Regions from separate parts of the Mus musculus genome. Here regions 1 and 2 are each linked to region 3. A link is a contact called in public promoter capture Hi-C data. All regions are on one chromosome and are shown on one strand. The core of a region is the stretch at or near the end of the contact, and the rest is flanking DNA. Distances in the headings are between cores, read along the strand shown. Region 1 holds the start of Mmp28 (matrix metallopeptidase 28 (epilysin)). Region 2 holds the start of Wfdc21 (WAP four-disulfide core domain 21). Region 3 holds the start of Ccl6 (chemokine (C-C motif) ligand 6).

Region 1 (3,277 bases), core at 201-2,700, 130 kb after region 3:
ACACACCATATGACATCCACCCATGTTGGACAACTGTTAATGTGATTCTGAAGTTTAGTTGAGGACTGTACTTTTATTGGCTATCTCTAGTAACTCCCTCCCACTCTCCTTCAGAATCTCTTCTATGGGCCACCAAAGCTTGTCCACATTTTGTCTTGTTCCTACTGAGAATTTACATTGTAGGCCATGTAGGTAGACTGAAAGCTCTCAGAGGACAAAGCTCAAGCTCCAGGCATCACTTCTGAGGAGACTCCCCCACTGCATAGTTAAGCAAACCCATCTCCAATTCTGCTCCCAGCCGCCTCTGGCACAGGGATTGTCTGCCCAAGGGAAGGGTGGCTTTTTCTCATTGGTCTTTCTCCCCAGAGATGGGTGCCCCCTTTTCATTGGTTAGTTGGAAGCTATGGGGGAAGAGGGTGCTGTTTCCAATTATTGCCGCAGGGAACGCCTGTTTATAAAGATGGGGATGTGTAGGCAAAGAATTTTTTCCAATTCCTCTACCCCAGTAGCGTCTTTCTAATAGCACAAGACTTTGAGGGTAGTTGAGGCCCTGAGCCTCGGGTTATAACACTGCATTACTTTTTTTTGTTTAGCGTTTAATAGAGTTCAGATTATTTTTACAACCCTCATCCGACCCCAGAAAGATGAAGTCCAAATGTCCTGGGTTCATTTGCATTTTACATATGAGTGGACTGAGATAGCAACCTGTGCTCACTCTCCAAGATAACACTTTTGCTCAGTATGTGTGGAGCAAAGGCTGTCAGAGAAGTCTTTCCACTCTGTTCTTACACACTGTATAGGCTATACAGTCTTTTGCTCTGTGTGCCCTTCATGTTCATACTGTTCTGGGAACTAAATGCCAGATACTCTCCTACTGATGAAGATCATCGACACTTGAAGTCGATGATCCTTTACCATGGGTGGCACCACTGAGCCCTGCTGTTTGTGTTCTGACTGATACCAGGCATCATGCAAGCTTACTAATGTACAGGCATGATCTCATTGAATCTTCCCTCAAACGCCAAAATCTATGTATGTATGTATTATCCCCATTTTCCCGTGATAAGAGGTTCAGAAAAGGTGACAAGACCACACAGCTTTCTGGTGGCTGGGTCGCAGAGCATTTGACTCAGAGCATTTCCAAAGGAGCCCTTCTCAAACTCAAGCCCCAGCTCCCTGACCCCAGTCCTGGCTTCTCTTCCCGCAGTCAAGTGTCTTGCCCCTCGCTTGACTGAAATAGGCCTCAATAGGCCAGGACCCCTCTTTACCAAAGTCTTAAATAACTGAAGGACTAGGAGTCCTATCCTCCCGCGCCCTTTTTGGGAAACTGGAACCAAGCACAGAGTTGCGGCAGGAGCCGGGAGCGGCTACACCGCTGGCGGAAGAGGCTAGGGCTGGCAGCCGGGTTGGTGGGTGGGGCGGCGGCCGGCACTCCCGCCCCTCTCCGCCCCCTCGGTCCTCCGGTTGACTGACCCACAGGCAGGCATCGCGGGTGCCGGACAACCTCGGGCGGCGGTGGAACCAGGCGCTAGGGACCCTGGGGACCTGGTGGGTCCGCACGCGGGCCGCGACGAACTGGCATCCGTGGGAGTCGGGCACAGCTGACCACCACCCCCCAGCAGCTCGCTGCGATGGTGGCTGGCGTGAGTCTCCTGCTGCGCGCCCTGCCGCTGCTGCTGTGGGGCTGCCAGGACGCACAGCCCACCCAGCACGGACTCCCGGAGCTGCGCCAGGAGGCAGAGGTACCGGGTGTGCCTGGCGGAGAGGGGGACATCACCCGCGGTCCCCTCTGAGCGACCATTTGTGTCCCTTTGCCCTGACAGCTTACAAAGAAAGAGACAGGACAGAGTTACTCCCTAAGCCAGAGTTGTTGGGACTACACAGGCCTGCAATCCCGCATTAACTAGCAGGGTCAGGACACAGCTACCAGACAGGACGGGCAGGCTAGAGCCCGGAGAGAACCCCACCTTCACCGCTAAGCTGAGGTGACAAGCTGCTCACCGATCAAATGTCTCCACACCTTGAGTGCCTTGCAGAGGGTACTGCTGACTGACCAGAGTGACTGTGGCCTCCTGGCTTGCACTTTCCTACTTATTGAAAGCAAGCCTTTTAAACTGCTCAAAACTAGTTCGATCTGTCACATGGGACTGCAGAGGCGAGTATTAGGGAGCTTTAAATAGTGGTTTTGGACTAAAAGTGAGAAAAGAGGAAGAGACAGGTGAACCTCAAAAGATTTCTCATTTCATTTTCCTCGGTTCTGCTTGGCGCGGGTAGCACAGTGGAACCTTTGTGAGGTGAAGTGAGGTTGGTGTAAAGGGTGTGTTTTCTACTTTGTGATTGCACTAGCAACAATTTCACGTGTGTGCGCATACACACACAGATAGACAGACAGACAGACACACCAAGAAGCATCTGTTTCTTTTCTCAAGAATAGGACCTAGGTCTCCATCCACTATTGTAAGAAGAGACGGGAATAAGCTTTCAACATTTGAGTCCAGCTTCTGTGCCCAGACTTGCTCCCCTGCCCTGCTTCTCCTATTTTCACTAGCTCCCATCACTGCTGGGGAATATCTGGAAACGACCTTGTCTTGACAGGTAATCCTCTCGGGCTCATTCAGCTCTCCCTTTGCAATAGAGGAGGCAACGCTCCCCTTTCACATATAAGGATTCGCTTGTCTCTCTGGATTTACTCTTACAGCATCAAGAGTCCTAAGGTCCCAGGGAAGGCTTCTGCCTACAAAGCCAAGTCTTGCTATGAGTCCCACCCCGCTTCCCCTTAGGCAATCCCTGGCAGAGGAACAGAGACCGTATCTCTGCTGCCCATGCCTGTGGTGGCCCCAGATGGTGAGAATTTCATCTTGGGGTGTGCTTGGGAAACTTAGTATCTAGCAGACTGAGTCCCTTTTGATCTGTTTAACATAAATTGGGGGAAGGGGATTTTAAGCTTTGGGCAAAAAAAAAAGTTTTAAAAGTATACATGCGCCGGGTGTGGTGGCGCACACCTTTAATCCCAGCACTTGGGAGGCAGAGGCAGGCGGATATCTGAGTTCGAGGCCAGCCTGGTCTACAGAGTGAGTTCCAGGACAGCCAAGGCTACACAGAGAAACCCTGTCTCGAAAAAACCAAAAAAAAAAAAAAGTATACATGCTCTGGAAATGTATAGTGTGCATCTCTGTGTGTCTGTGTATTGTTTACAGACCTGCATGTACACCAGGGTAAGTCACTTAACCAGCAGGCACCCATAATGCCTGTTTCACAAGATTGATGTATGGTTTCG
Region 2 (2,976 bases), core at 80-2,579, 150 kb before region 3:
AAGTCCTACCCCTTAGACATATTATCTGCCACTCCCAGTTCCCCTGGAATAGGAGGAGTCAGGAGGATTGGCAAGTAGAGGTCTGGGCGAGTTTGGGAACAGGAGAAATAAATGTTGCAAAGGGCAAGCAGGCCATCAGGACCTGTGGATTTGGGATTTCACTTAATAAACTGAGAGAAGGTCATTTGGGAGGATTATCTGCTGCAAAGGCATAGACAGAACCAGGATCCAACTAGTAAGCACATCCAAGAAGGAAGAGGGGGTGGAGAGGGCTTCTGGGAAGCTTTTGCAATGGCAGGGCTGTGGAGTAATCAGGGATGGACACAGTGAGGCAACAGAGGGCAAAGGACGGAAGAGATGCAAACTGTTTCAAAAACAGGTAGTTGATGGAGTGAAGACGAGAGGCTAAACTCTATCTAAAGACATTTAGGGGCAAGCATTCAGTCCAAGATAATCCAGGGCTGGCTGGCTGTAGGATAGGGGTTGTGGGGTAGGGGTGGGCAGACAGCATCAGTCTGCAAAGGCGAGACTTTATTACAGAGGAGAGTGTGTCAGGAGTTTGATGAGGCTGTGGTCACAAAAGGGCTAAGGGAAGAATGGGCAGAGGATTAAGAGTAGTCCTTTGAGGCCAAATAAGATGGGGTGGATTGTGCTTGTAATCCCAGCATAGCAAGATGAAGCAGGAAGATTGCCATGTTGTTGAGGTCAGCCTGGGTTACACAGTCAGTTCCTGGCCAGCTTGGGCAAACATACAAACAAACAACAATGAAAACCCACGGCAACAAAACCCTTTCTGAGAATAATATTGGTAAAGAAGATTGAGATTGACCTGTGTCTAGCATAATTACAAGAATATTTTCTGTAGACAGGTCAAGGTAGACGCCAGTAGAGAAGGAGACGTCTGGGAGAGGGAGCTTGGCTGAGGAGCAAGCAGGAGGGGGGTCCAGTCAGGTGACCCAGGGAATGGAGAGAGGGAAAGCAGAAGAGGGATTCTGTTCTGGGGAATTCAGAGGTGACCATCAAGGAGGATCCTAAAGAGAACTCTTTCCTCCAGTTTCTCCCTCCTTCCTGCACACACTGGTTCTGGATGTCTTCTCACCCCTCACTTGAGGAAGAATAGTGCAACCGTGTTTGCCCAGACGTACCTAAAAGCTGCAGAGGTCTCACTGCAGCCTGCAGCTCCTGTACCTCTAGGCTGAGGGTGATGAGGGACACCAACAGAAGGAAGGCTCCTAGCTTCATGCTGCTGCTGAAGGATGTTAGCCAATACGCAGCAGGGCCAAGAGCTGCCAGAATTTAAACCTCTTCACCCACTGAGCTAGGCAGCAAGGCTAGGGGCGGGCCTGCACACCACAGAAGCCAAAGCCCCGCCTGGAAACCAGCATTGCCAGGGACACACACTATGTATGTCCTGGGTAGTGCCATCTTACTCAAGCCAAGCTCCGTGCCACAGAACACCCTCTGTTCCACAGATAGTCCTCCTAAAGTTGGAAAGCTGGGGTGGTAAGGGACTCTCGTTCCTTTTCAATGAAGTATTAGAGATCTACTCTGGGCCAGGAATGAGCTGTGATAAGGAATGTGTCCTCAGGGAATGACAATCCAGGAGCTGGGTGTCAGCTAGGACACCATCTGCTTTTGTACTTCTCTCTCCTTGCTCTAGGACAGTTGTTCCTGTAACTGAGGGCAGGGAGAGACCGTGGGAGAGCCAGTGGGGTGCGGCCACCTGTTGAGGAGACAGTAAGCCAGCGTCGTTCCCTCTGCCTTGATGCCATCATCTCTGCTGTTTGGAGCCTTCATTTTGGGGAACCCCAGCTGTCAATATCTACATCAAACCCTCCCAGGATGCCTCTCAGGCTGCACCACTGCTGTGCGACTTGGAGAGTGAGTGGGGTGAGAGTGACAACTAGCCCAGGTGTGAGCTTTCACTTCTTCCTTCTTGTAGACACGCCTGCTAATCCAGATGAGTGATTTGTAACTCAGACCATCTGTGGTTTGGGTGCCAGGGGAGATACCCTCTTCTTTCCCTGGTGGTGGGGGAGGAGCACACACAATGTGTCAATTTGATACAAGCTAGAGTTCCCAGAGAGAAAGGAGCCTCAGTGAAGAAGAGGCCTCTATGAGATCCAGCTCTAAGGCATTTTCTCAATTAGTGATCAATGGGAGAGGGCCCAGCCCATTGTGGGTGGTGCCATCCCTGGGCTGGTGGTGGTCCTAGCATCTCTAAGAAAGCAGACTGAGCAAGCCAGTAATCAGTTTCCTTCCATGGTTCTTGCCTCCAGGTTCCAGCCCTGCTTGAGTTCCTGTCCTGACTTCTTCCAATGATCTGGCAGTGTAAGCCAAAAAGCCCCTTTCCTCCCCAACTGGCTTTCTGGTCATGGTGTTTCATTGCAGTCATAGAAACCCTAAGTAAGACAAATACTGTAACTCATAAAATACCTTAACATGAAATGAGCTGGAAGCAGGGGGTAAGAGGGAGAGGGAGAAGTCACAGGATCAGTTTGTTGTGCCTTTGTAGGTGTCTGGGAAAATGGTTTATTTCAACAGTAGAGGGCAGGGGCCCTAAGTTTAATTCCTAGGAACACACACGCACACACGCACACGCACACGCACACGAGGGGAGAGAGGGAGGAAGAGAGGACTATCATTTCACAAGGACTATGGTTCCTAATTCTGGAGCTACAGGAAGAGTCTCTTCCTTTCATTTGTCACAGATCTTACATGCCACAAGCTGGAGGTCCTCTGACAAACAACTGATGCCATACACTGCTAGCTCTCTCAAGGGGGTTAGAAGACAGAGTTATGGGCCGTGCAGAAAGTATTTTTGCAAGCTGCTTTAACTCCACTCTGCCTAGCCCACTGGTGTACAATTTCTGCAATAGTCCAAAATCTGGTATATTACTGACTTCTCGTCACTGTGATAAAATACCTGGCTAATGTAACTGGAAGGAGGAAGGATTTTTTCTGGCTCCGCCCGGT
Region 3 (3,240 bases), core at 351-2,850:
AGACCATGGTGGAACACCTTTTGGTGGCAACCTTTTGGACTACCATGTTTGTTCCATCTGACCCAGGAGAGGGGTATAAACGGCTCTAAGGAGACTCCTCTATTCAAAGGCAGTGTCACTCATCAAACACTGTGTGAGTCTCTGCTTAGAAACAGAGAGAAATGAGAGCAAGCCAAAGGATAGAGGAGAGCAGCTAAGAGGCCGTCAAGGGAATTCACCAACACTGCTTCGGAGCCGGACCATTTGCAGTCACCAGAAAAGACGTCAATAGCAGTAGTAAGTTGGGCATGAACTGGGCACTGCTCCATGCTGCTACATGTGCCAGTCTGGGAAGTTCTTTCCAGAGCCCTAAGTACAGATGAAGCAGGGTGCTTGACTGTATAAAAAAAATTTCAGGACAGACAATATGAAGCAGCATGGGAGGGTTTAAAAATATTTATTTGCTATCATTAATTATGTATATGTGTGTGTGCATGTGTGTGGTGTGTGTGTGCATGTGTGGTGTGCATGTGTGGTGTGTGTGTGTGTGTGTGTGGTGGTGGTGGTTGTGCACCAGCACACATGTGCATGTGCAAGTGCCCACAGGGGCCAGAAACATCAGTCAGATCCTTCTGCAGCTGGAGTTCCTGGCAGTTGCAAGCTGCCCACTGTGGTTGCTGAAAATCAAACTGGGGTCCTCTGTAGCAGCAGATTGTGCTCTGAACAATTAAGCTGCCTCTCCAACCCTAGTGATGGAGTTTACTAGAAAGAGATTTTAAAAAACAAAACAAAACATAAACTTATATATGAGTGTGAATAGAGACACTTGGGAAATGGACATTACACACTCAGGTGTGGGCATGGACTTCCCAAGAGAGTCACAGCTAAGTTACAATTGAGGTACAACAGCCAACAGGTATAACTTTGGTAGCCTCTGAAGTTATAGCCCAAAGGGCTGCTAAGAACTTTCTCTTTTTTTGGTAGATGAGATCAGAGAGTGGTTCTTGAGGTTCGTTAAGGATGATTGCAGCTCATATGCTATCGCCCTTGGTCATGAGGATCCCACAAGGAAGTTGAGGTAGCTTTCACTATAACGAAATGTTTAGTCTTATTTGTAAGATTCTCAGAAAATTGCATGTTCACATCTGTGAAAGGAATTACGCCATACCTAAATATCAAATATTATTGAACATAGTCCATTGCTTTTTAATAAGTATATAAGCGGCATAATCCATTGTTATATTAATATTCTTTTTAAGATATCTCTGTACATAAGGAATGTTTTCTCTATAGGCAACTTTTCTTTGTTAATTATGCTGAAATTCTTGACTCTCAGCTTATAACATGTTCTGGATGGAGTTTGCAAAAACAGAAAATATTGCAAATGACCATGTCTTTTCATACCCTCTTTCAGGATAGCTCCTATCCTAATTCCACCACTTACTAGCTATGTAGTCCAACACACCAAGAAGACCTCTAAGGCTCCTTTCTCTCTAACATCCCCTCGTTGCCCCTGTTTTTCTAGCCCACCATGACCTTTGCCCTCGCTTCCTGTTGCATTCTTGGCCCTCCACTTCCTGTTGCATTTTCAATCTTGTTCCCTCTTTTAGAACTAGCCTGTTGTGTATTATGTAGCCAGGGACAGCATTCTGAACTCTACCCTGGCACTTCCTGAACCTCCTAGCTTATAAATACCAGGGCAGGCCAGAGAATCAGGGAGGAGTGAGCAAAAATTCTCAGACCAGCTGGGCCTGTCCTCCAGGAGGATGAGAAACTCCAAGACTGCCATTTCATTCTTTATCCTTGTGGCTGTCCTTGGGTCCCAGGCTGGCCTCATACAAGGTGAGTTCACTTGAGCCCTCTCAACCCAGGGGGCAAGTCTGTGAGACCTGCAGAACTGGAGGGGAGCTAGAGAAGGAGAGCACTGCCCTCCTGGAAATATTCCATCCTTGACATGGTGATGGAATTCCCTAAGAAGCAGCATCAAGTTATAGATCTGCCTCTGTAGCCTTTAGGCTCTGAAAGAAATGCAACACAGAGGCTGGCTCCCACTTGGGGAAATAATTATGCTTGACGAGTTTATTTAGCTGACACAGGACCAAGCATTAACTCATAAGAATAGGAGTAAAATTATAAGTGGGAGGGTAGCAGTCTTGCAGGAGGCATGATGGTTGAAGTGTCTGACACCACCTCTACAAAGCCATCATTTTGAAGAAGTGGGACAGGCAGGTAATCAATTCAACCCAAGACCATTTAACCACGCTGTTCTTTTATTTGACAAGTGCATTAGCTAGTGCTTCTTATGTGCTGGACAGACAGCTACTGTAGGGTAGATGTCATACTAAACAATGGGAAGTTGCATATTTTTTTTTGTACTGGAAAACAGTAAGCCATCAATGATTTTGTATATTTTCCCTCACTATCATGGTTGCTGTCATTTTATAAATAAGAAAACTATATCAGAAGTTTAAGATTAAGGCTAGTGAGTGGTGGGATTAGGGTAGGGACCAGCCTGGGATGGAGTATAGAAAGATATAGTCATTTGGGATCTTTTCTGGGTTTTGCAAGGTCTACCTAGACCCATGAAGTATGCTACAATGTATCTACATGCCTCCTTAGAGTACGCCATACTAATTACACCATTTCTGGGTGTCCTGGGACCCTAGACCCATGTGGATATCAAAATCCACAGATTTCATATCTATAACCCACACACATCTTCATCTGTGTGTTTAAAAAAAATCTCTAGATATTTTTAAGACTTAAAACCACTTAAATGTCAGTAAACAGTCACTATATTGTTATCCAGGGAATCATGGCAAAAAGTCTCTAGTGTTCCAGTTATATTTCAGGAAATGTTTTCTTGGTTGACTCTGTGGATGTGGAAGCTCCAAAGACGTAGACCAACTCTATAAAAGAAATCAGCTAAGAACAATGGAAGATGATTGCTGGATAAGTTGATAGCTTAATCCTTACTGCCAAAATCATTCATTTTTGCTTTGGTATAAGAAGTGAATGCCACTATTTTAGTTAGACTTATTCTGTTTTTATGCATGCACATGTCTGAGTATGTGCATGCACACCTGTGTGCAAATAGATGCCTTTGGAGGACAGAAGAAGGTGGTGGACCCCCTGGAGCTGGAGTTACAGGCAGTATAAACCACCTGACATGGATGCTGAGAAATGAACTCTGCTCCTCTGTAAAAGCAAAAGTGCTTTAATTATTGAACCATCTCTCCAGCCACTAAGGATCAACTTTTA

What was found. Promoter capture Hi-C pulls out the DNA fragments that hold promoters and counts their contacts. Capture Hi-C pulls out chosen DNA fragments and counts their contacts.
Region 1: a promoter capture Hi-C map of adipose tissue shows a contact between it and region 3. The contact joins the promoter of Mmp28 here to the promoter of Ccl6 in region 3. A contact is called at or near these places in 2 of 9 other capture datasets (adipose tissue and liver).
Region 2: a promoter capture Hi-C map of macrophages shows a contact between it and region 3, with 6 read pairs. The contact joins the promoter of Wfdc21 here to the promoter of Ccl6 in region 3. A contact is called at or near these places in 25 of 39 promoter capture datasets (the 3T3-L1 cell line, 3T3-L1-derived adipocytes, the C10 cell line and 15 more), 1 of 15 datasets of contacts at CTCF or cohesin (the NIH/3T3 cell line), 4 of 484 Hi-C or Micro-C datasets (LSK cells, bone marrow-derived macrophages, embryonic fibroblasts and 1 more), 12 of 115 datasets of contacts at active chromatin or transcription factors (the 230-238 cell line, the HPC-7 cell line, cardiomyocytes and 6 more) and 5 of 9 other capture datasets (adipose tissue, embryonic stem cells, liver and 2 more).

Annotation. Positions count from the first base shown.
Region 1 is chr11:83,461,213-83,464,489 of GRCm38.p6, reverse strand. Mmp28 (matrix metallopeptidase 28 (epilysin)) reads left to right here and starts at 1,450. Exons shown (of 8, transcript NM_001320300.1): 1 at 1,450-1,742. The coding sequence starts at 1,632.
Region 2 is chr11:83,745,293-83,748,268 of GRCm38.p6, reverse strand. It overlaps Wfdc21 (WAP four-disulfide core domain 21), which reads right to left and starts at 1,329. Exons shown (of 3, transcript NM_183249.2): 1 at 1,146-1,329. The coding sequence starts at 1,242.
Region 3 is chr11:83,591,447-83,594,686 of GRCm38.p6, reverse strand. Ccl6 (chemokine (C-C motif) ligand 6) reads left to right here and starts at 1,600. Exons shown (of 4, transcript NM_009139.3): 1 at 1,600-1,821. The coding sequence starts at 1,746. All of the region lies in intron 1 of E230016K23Rik (RIKEN cDNA E230016K23 gene), which reads right to left.